2 separate regions of the Hordeum vulgare genome follow, and region 1 is linked to region 2. A link is a contact called in public Hi-C data. All regions are on one chromosome and are shown on one strand. The core of a region is the stretch at or near the end of the contact, and the rest is flanking DNA. Distances in the headings are between cores, read along the strand shown. Region 1 holds the start of LOC123439269 (endo-1,4-beta-xylanase 1-like). Region 2 holds the start of LOC123442563 (delta(7)-sterol-C5(6)-desaturase-like).

The links. Hi-C and Micro-C count contacts between places; a contact is called where the count stands out from the background.
Region 1: a Hi-C map of leaf shows a contact between it and region 2, with 2.4 times the contacts expected there. The contact joins the promoter of LOC123439269 here to the promoter of LOC123442563 in region 2. A contact is called at or near these places in 3 of 6 Hi-C or Micro-C datasets (leaf and seedling).

Annotation. Positions count from the first base shown.
Region 1 is chr3H:14,237,780-14,242,187 of MorexV3_pseudomolecules_assembly, reverse strand. It overlaps LOC123439269 (endo-1,4-beta-xylanase 1-like), which reads left to right and starts at 2,489. Exons shown (of 3, transcript XM_045116005.1): 1 at 2,489-3,348; 2 at 3,551-4,408. The coding sequence starts at 2,527.
Region 2 is chr3H:14,056,494-14,060,421 of MorexV3_pseudomolecules_assembly, reverse strand. LOC123442563 (delta(7)-sterol-C5(6)-desaturase-like) reads right to left here and starts at 1,503. Exons shown (of 3, transcript XM_045118642.1): 1 at 1,103-1,503. The coding sequence starts at 1,355.

The DNA.
Region 1 (4,408 bases), core at 1,240-3,739, 180 kb before region 2:
AAATAAAAGAAAACCCAAGCTAATTCCGAAAAATAAATAAAGAAAAAAGTATTTTCGAGAGCGTGACACGTGGCGGCGTGCGTTCTCCAACGATCGGCTGCATCCCTCCCACAAGGGGGTACCCTTTTGCTCCCGGTTTGACCTTGTCCATTGCCTCATGCGGACGGCGGCAATTCGTGGAGGCGTAACTTTGGAGGGAAGTTTGGCAGGCTTTTTCCCTCCGCACGAACAAACGTGGCCTCTGATGAGATTCGGTTAGCCAGGACAAGAGCACGCCGTTCCCATGTACGCTGCTTCCAACTTATTCCCCTTCCACCTTCTCAATCATGGCTTGCTTGGGCCGTCACGTATGCACGGACCGATCAATCCCGTGCGTGCATGCGTACGCGCGTATCGCCGTTGCGTAGCGATCCAAATGATTTTTTTGTTGAACACAAGGAGGATGCGAGCCCATATATATACATATATACGAATTCAACCTTATAAACATATACACGCATATTTTATTTCTATAAATATCTTCGAAAGACTAAACCGACATATCATTTTAAGATGTACGAAGTTATCATAGATACCTCGTCGTCGACGGAAACGTTCCTTTCATTGAATGCGCATCGCCGTAAATGATGAAATAAATGTGAGCATTAAAACTTGAACCCTGATGAGTTGAAAATAGCACGGTCCCTCTAACCATCCAGCAACAAATTGATGCGCATGACCTAAATGATTCGAAAACTATCCATCAGCCGAAATTACTATTTTAACCTTCTCAGCGATCTTTATCACAAACTAAACTTGACATGAAAATATTTTACGATTTAACCCTCTTGGCAACGTGATAGCTGGTGGCGTTACTGCCCAACATAAAAACACCGAGCTAGATATAGTTTCTGCCTTTGTCCACTGCCAGGCCGAGTACATGACATATGCCAGAAACACCGAGCTAGATCCTGTTTCTGAAAACACCACTAACCCCCGACATTTCTATGTAGGGCAGCAACGTTAAAGGCCTTGGCGTTTCCGAATAACATAGAAACGACATGACCTTTGAAGTTGTTGTCCTATATAGAAACGCTAGGGTTAATGGTGTTTTCAGAAATGTCATCTAGCTCGATGTTTTCTGACCTGTTACGTACGCATGCTCGGCTGGGTAAGTACCGAAATGTTATTTTGGTTGGCGTTTCTATGTTGGACAGTACGACACGGGCTATGACGTTATCAAAAGGATCAGATCGTGAAATACTTTTATATCGAGTTCAGTTCATAGCAAAGATAGTTGAGAATATCAGAATAAGACTAGCCATAGTGAGAAGTAACTAAGTAGTAACATCAACGCCACGTAGGTAAAAAATCCGACATGGCAAGTAATTAATGCGGAGAGAGATGGTGGTAGTAACATAGCTAGTTACCATCACATCACATATTTCAATGCATTATGTGTCTATAACCTAATAAATGCTAGTTTGCATGACACCACATGTATGTTACTCCCCACTATGGAGGTAGTAACATAGAGTAGTAACAACATTATGTTACTACTCCTAGTTACTTCCCATTATGAGCAGCCTAATGATTTCGTTCCCATCCATCCATGTATGTAAGTGGAGAGGCTCGGCTCGTGATTGGCCTGTGTAAACACACGACATTTACAGCCACAGAAAACGGAACGGGCCACCAAACCTCGCTTTTAGCCGGGCGATGCTCGTGTCTTGAAGCTTGGTAATCCCATTTCGTAAGCCTAAATCCCACGGCCCATCGTCGTGGCCGCCGTCGACCGCCATGCATGTTTCCCCGTTGGTGGGGCGGCCGCAAGTTGGCCGAGGCGTCGCCGTCTCGCCGATCCTCCTCGATCCCACCGCCGTCATGGACGTACGCACGGGTCCAACGTTGTTGCCGCCGGCCCGGTCCTCTGCCTTGCATTCCGTTGCATGCCAGCGTCGTCCTCCTCTTGCTCTTCTCTTCTTTTAAAATAATATAATAATAATGCCGGTCCGGTACTCTTGGGAATTTGATCGTAGGCAAATGGCGCTTGACGGTGCGTTGAGTTACTGAGGTTGGTGTTGTGTTGGTGTCGGTTTCGGTGGCTGCTGCACTGCAAAGTCCAGTTAAGATTAGAATAGGGAGGGATATAATGTCCTGGGATTACGACGGAAAGTTGATGTAGAATCTAAGCCCCGATTGGTCCAATTCCTGATCGATCGATCGAGCTGATGAAATCTGCATGTGTGTTGGGCCACCAAGCTCGCTTTAAATTACTCGTCTCTTCCTCCCAAAGCCAAGAAAAGGAGCATGGACGGACCCATCGATCATGCTTCTGGTAGTGCCTGTAATCATCACCATCATGCTTACCACAAACAAAACAGCCTATCAGATCCAACAGCCGCCCCGCTGACACGCCGGCCCGGGCCCACACGCCAGTCGCGGCCGGTCTCCTCAAGTTCGCGCGATGCGACCGCCAGGCCTTGCGCAAGCTTTACTGTCACTCAAAAGCAGGGAGAGAGAGAGAGACAGAAGGGGAAAAAAAGGATGCATGGTCTGTGGAGGTGCGGTGGTTGCTTCGAGCCTCTGCAATATTTTGCGACGGCCGTTCGGTGCGCTGCTTTCGAGCTGCTTCGCCGTGATCCCGATGGCCGACCTTCCCCCCTTTATATACCGCCGGCCGCCGCGATCCCTCCCCCATCTCACCGCACCACCGCGCCACCTGCCACCGACGACAAGCACGCTCCTCCTCCCCTGCCTCCTCCTCGTCCTCTTAGCTCCATGGCCTGCAGCTGCGCTCACGGGGTGGAGTTCGACGCCAACGTGATCCGGAACAGCGCGCTGGAGGACGGGCTCGCCGGGTGGGCGGCGGTAGGCGCGTGCACGGAGCTGTCGGTGCGCCATGAGGAGTCGGCCAGGGTGCCCACGGAGACCATCAACGACGTGGAGGACGGGTACAGGCCGAGCGGCAGGTACATTCTGGCGGCGGGCCGCGGCGGCGAGGAGGACGGCCTCTGCCAGGCCATCCCCGCCGGCGCGCTCAAGCCCAGGGTCACGTACCGGGTGGCCGGGTGGATCGGCCTCGGCGACGGCGCCGCCGGGGAGCACGCGGTGCGCGTCAACATTCGTTTGGACGGCGGCGAGGGCGGGGAGTGCGCGATGGTGGTCGAGGGCGGCGCGGTGTGCGCCGAGGCCGGCAGGTGGACGGAGATCAAGGGCGTGTTCCGGCTCAAAGCCATCCCGCCGTCCGGCGCCGCGGTGCACGTCCAGGGCGCGCCCCCCGGCGTCGACGTCAAGGTGATGGATCTCCAGGTGTTCGCCACGGACCGCAAGGCCCGCTTCAAGAAGCTCAGGAAGAAGACTGACAAGGTGAGTCACCTCTCCCATCATCACACCATCTATCACTCCAAACTGATAGCGACTTACTGCTTGGTTTCGGTTGACACGTACGTACGCATAGCCTGCCACCAAACCGCATAAATGTACGTAGGCAGCTACGGTGGCACCAAACTGGTGTTTTGTTTGACACGTAAGTAACGCAACGACTCATGCGGACCGTGCATGAACGTAGGTGCGGAGGCGGGACGTGGTGCTCAAGTTCGCCGGCGCCGGGGCGTCGTCGGCGGTGTCGGGGGCGTCGATCCGGGTGATGCAGATGGACACGAGCTTCGCGTTCGGCGCGTGCATCAACCCGGCGGTGATCCAGGAGCCGGCGTTCGTGGACTACTTCACCAAGCACTTCGACTGGGCGGTGTTCGAGAACGAGCTCAAGTGGTACCACACGGAGGCGGTGCAGGGGCAGCTCAACTACGCCGACCCCGACGCGCTGCTCGACTTCTGCGACCGGCACGGCAAGCCGGTGCGCGGCCACTGCATCTTCTGGGCCGTCGACCGCATGGTGCAGAAGTGGGTCAAGGACCTGCCCAACGACCAGCTCGCCGCCGCCGTCCAGGGCCGCCTCACCAGCCTCCTCACCCGCTACGCCGGCCGGTTCCCGCACTACGACGTCAACAACGAGATGCTCCACGGCACCTTCTTCCAGGACCGCCTCGGCGACGACATCAACGCCTTCATGTTCAAGGAGACGGCCAGGATCGACCCCGGCGCCGCCCTCTTCGTCAACGACTACAACGTCGAGGGCGGCAGCGACCCCAGCGCCACCCCGGACAAGTACATCGCGCAGGTCAACGCGCTCATGGAGAAGGGCGCCCCCGTCGGCGGCATCGGCCTGCAGGGCCACGTCACCAACCCCGCCGGCGAGATCATCTGCGACGCGCTCGACAAGCTCGCCACCACCGACCTGCCCGTCTGGCTCACCGAGCTCGACGTGTGCGAGTCCGACGTCTGCCTCCGCGCCGAGGACCTCGAGGTGGTGCTCCGGGAGGCGTACGCGCACCCGGCCGTCGAGGGCGTCGTGCTCTGGGGGTTC
Region 2 (3,928 bases), core at 254-2,753:
GAAGAAGTAGTATCCGTCACAAATACTGACGGGTCCACAGAGGAGTCCATTTGTTACAATGTGATTAAGGTATGAAGAGTATGAACAAATGCCCGGTTGCAAGGTCCTGGACATTTAAGGAAGTGCCCAGGACAGAGCTTGAATCAGCAAGTTGTAGCAGTACTACTATTTAAGCACAAGCAAACACGAATATTGCTAGGTCGACAGAGACCTCCATTTGTTTCCATGTGATTGAGCTAATAAGCCGGCAAAACTAATAAATTAAATCATGATGCAATCTGGCGAGGCATTAGAAAAACGCCCCGAAGACGTTGGCAGTCTAAGTATACATCAGCCACTTCAAAATGTTAGCTGTCTCACATCCACGAGTAACGTGCAAGCTCTCTTTTATCCCTCTCATCTAACTTGATCCGCGATCTGATCAAGAACACAAACAGGAGAAAATACTCCCTCCGTCCCATAATATAACCAAGCAGTAATGAAGCAGGAGGTTTGGTTCAACAAGCAAATACCAGCTCGATCAAGCAACGAACTGCTTATTAGTGCTTGGAAAAACAGCAGGATTGGACTCCTGCCCCAGTGCAATGATTGCCATATATTTGTCCTTCAGTATCTATTCAGGCGATCTGTTGGACAGAGAAGTGTCTGCTCAGTCGATCTTTGTGACCATCGACGAGCCTGCGGACAAACCCAAGATGTGACCCCAAACCTCCCAACCAAACTGAGAGGTTGGAGTTGAGCACACACAGGCCCAGCAGCTGGTGGATAAATGCCACGAAGCCCCCCGAATCTTGAGCAGTGAATTCCAGACGGAAACACTGATAAATTGGGGATCGAAAGGCGGCGGCATTCCTTTTCTTACCTCACCAACAAATCGACCTCTCGCCGTCATTTTCTTGGCTCACGGGAGCAGTGAGGCCCAAGCCCAAATCCCTTTCACGGAACACACTTTCAATCCTCACCAAATCCTCGGAGGAGAAGAACCAATTAATCAACAAGGGGAGGGCGAGGGGTAGGAGAATTAATACTCTGGGACCGGTAGGATTCTAGGACACTACTGTGCTAGCATGTGGGGAGGGGAGGGGAGGGTTAAAGGCGGGACCTTTGGGGATGTAGGCGTTGCGCTTCCAGTAGTAGATGACGAAGCACCAGAGGAAGCCGGTGGCGAAGTAGAGGAGGTAGCCGCCGATGCAGTTGCGCAGCCAGGAGCGGAGCGGGTGCGGCAGCGCCCGCCACCAGCCGCCGCCGCCGGGGACGACCGCGCTGAGGAAGATCTCGTTGTACCAGTCCGTCTCCTCCCGGAACAGGCCCCAGTAATCCTCCCCCGCCGCCGCCGCCGCCGCCGCCGCCGCCATTGCCGGCAGCGGTGGGTGTGCCTGGTGGGTGGGTGGAGGGGGCGGGCCTGCAAAGCGTGGGGGAGAGATGCTCGCAGGCTGTGGGGTGGGGTTTTAAAAGGCAGGAGGAGGAGGAGGAGGAGGAGGGCGGTGCGATCTGTTCTGTATACCATGTGCCCAGCCCAGGTGGTGGAGCGGCGGTTTCTTTCGTCCCCGTCCTTTGTATTGCCCCAAGGAGAGCGTGACACAAATGCCGGCGACTCAGGGGTGCTGGATCCATGCCGTAGGAGCCATCGGCTGCCAAAAAGCATCTGCCGCCGGCTAAATAAATCGAGATCTGATTTTCCTTTATAAATCATTAAATACATGGAAAACAAAAAATGCTAAATTTTGTGTTTCGATCCTTTTGCTGAAATAAATCGAGATCTGATTTTCGTTTGTAAATCATTAAATACATGGAAAACAAAAAATAAAGACAGAAAAATGTTGAATATTGATTACGTGGCTTTGAATGGCGAATACTGAACGCACGAAGAGTGTGGAGTTAAAATAAGTTTTAAAAATAAAATCACTTTATAAAAAAGATAAATTTTCGTCCGAAACCATGATACTTCGAAAGAGATTGTCCAGTTTTTACACGAAGTGCATCCAGTTTATGTCGTAACCCTCTTAACTTTTTGGCATATGTTATGTGAATGAAATTATGATATCATGCCAAGTTTCAACATTTTCAAAGATCATTTGTAACGCTTTTCACTTTCACGATCATTTAGCTCAAAACAATCATTAAATACATGAAAATAGAAAAAAGGATTAAAAATTGGTTACATGACTTTGAATGGTGCATACCGAACGCACAAAAAGTCTAAAATTAAAATATGTTAAAAATGAAATCTCTTTGTAACATATGAGTTTTCATCCGAAACCCTCATACTCGGAAATATATTGTCCAGTTTGTACATGAAGTGCATCCAGTTTTTGTCGTAATTCTCTCAACTTTTTAGCACATGCTATGTGGATGAAATTATAATGTCATGTTAAGATTCAACATTTTCAGAGTTCATTTGTAGTGCATTTCAATTTCAGGACCATTTAGCTTAAAAATAATAATTAAATACATAAAAATAGAAAATAAAGTCAGAAAATGGTTGAAAATTGATTACGTGGCTTTGAGTGGTGCATATTAAACGCACAAAAAGTCTGGAATTAAAATATGTTCTAAAAATTGAAATCTCATTGTAACACATTAGTTTTCGTCCGAAACCCTAATGTTTCGAAAGAGATTGCCAAGTTTGTACACGAGATGCATCCAGTTTTGTCATAATTCTCTCAACTTTTTAGCACATGTTATGTGAATGAAATTATAATATCATCTCAAGTTTCAACCTTTTCAGAGTTCATTTCTACCGCTTTTCAATTTCAGGATCATTTAACTCAAAAATCATTAAATGCATGAAAAATAAAAAAATAAAGTCAGAAATGGTTGAAAATTAATTACGTGGCTTTGAATGATGCATACTGAATGCAAAAAAAGTCTGGTGTTAAAATATGTTTAAAAAATGAAATCACTTTTTAACAAATAAATATTCGTCCGAAAACCTGATATTTCGAAAGATATTGTCCAGTTTGTACACAAGGTACATCCAGTTTTTGTCGTAACCTCTCAACTTTTTGTCACATGCTATATGTGTGAAATTATGACATCATGCCAAGTTTCAATCTTTTCATAGTTCATTTGTAGCGCTTTTCAATTTCAGGGTCATTTAGCTAAAAAATCATTAAATGCATGAAAATAGAAAATGAAGTCAGAAAAGAGTTAAAATTGATCACGTGGCTTTGAATTATGCATACTAAACGTACAAAAAGTCTAGAGTTAAAATAAGTTCTAAAAAATAAATTCCCTATGTAACAGATGATTTTTCGTGTGAAATTGTGATACTTCGAAAGAGATTGTCCATTTTGTACACAAAGTGCATCAAGTTTTTGTCGTAACCCTCTTAACTTTGTAGCAACTGTCATGTGGGTGAAATTATGATACTATGCCAAATTTCAACTTTTTCAGAATTCATTTGTAGTGATTTTCAATTTCAGGGTCATTTAGCTTAAAAAATTATTAAATGCATGAAAAATAGAAAAAATGAAGTCAAAAAAGGTTGAAAATTGATTACGTGGTTTTGGATGGTGCATACTGAACACACAAAAAGTCTGGAGTTGAAACATGTTAAAAATAATAGCAAAAATAATAGCAAAAAAATAAAAAAGAACGCCTGCCTACTAAGCCAACCACGGTGTGCATACGACTAGAACTCATTTACACATGGGCCAGGATGCAGGCCCGCGTAACAAGTAGGCCCAACAGGGGTAGATATGAAATTTAGGCATTTACTGCGTGCTTTGGAGAGGAGCTGAGGACGATAGTCGCAACGGGGCTTATAAACCGCTGCGAGCGGCCTTTGCCCGACGAGGTGGGACTAAACTTACATCCCGTGTGGGCCGTGCCAGCACCAACCCTTTAGTCCCGGTTGGTGGCTCCAACCGGGACTAAAAGCAGTCTCGGTTGGAGCTACCAACCGGGACTAAAGGTGAAATTTCGC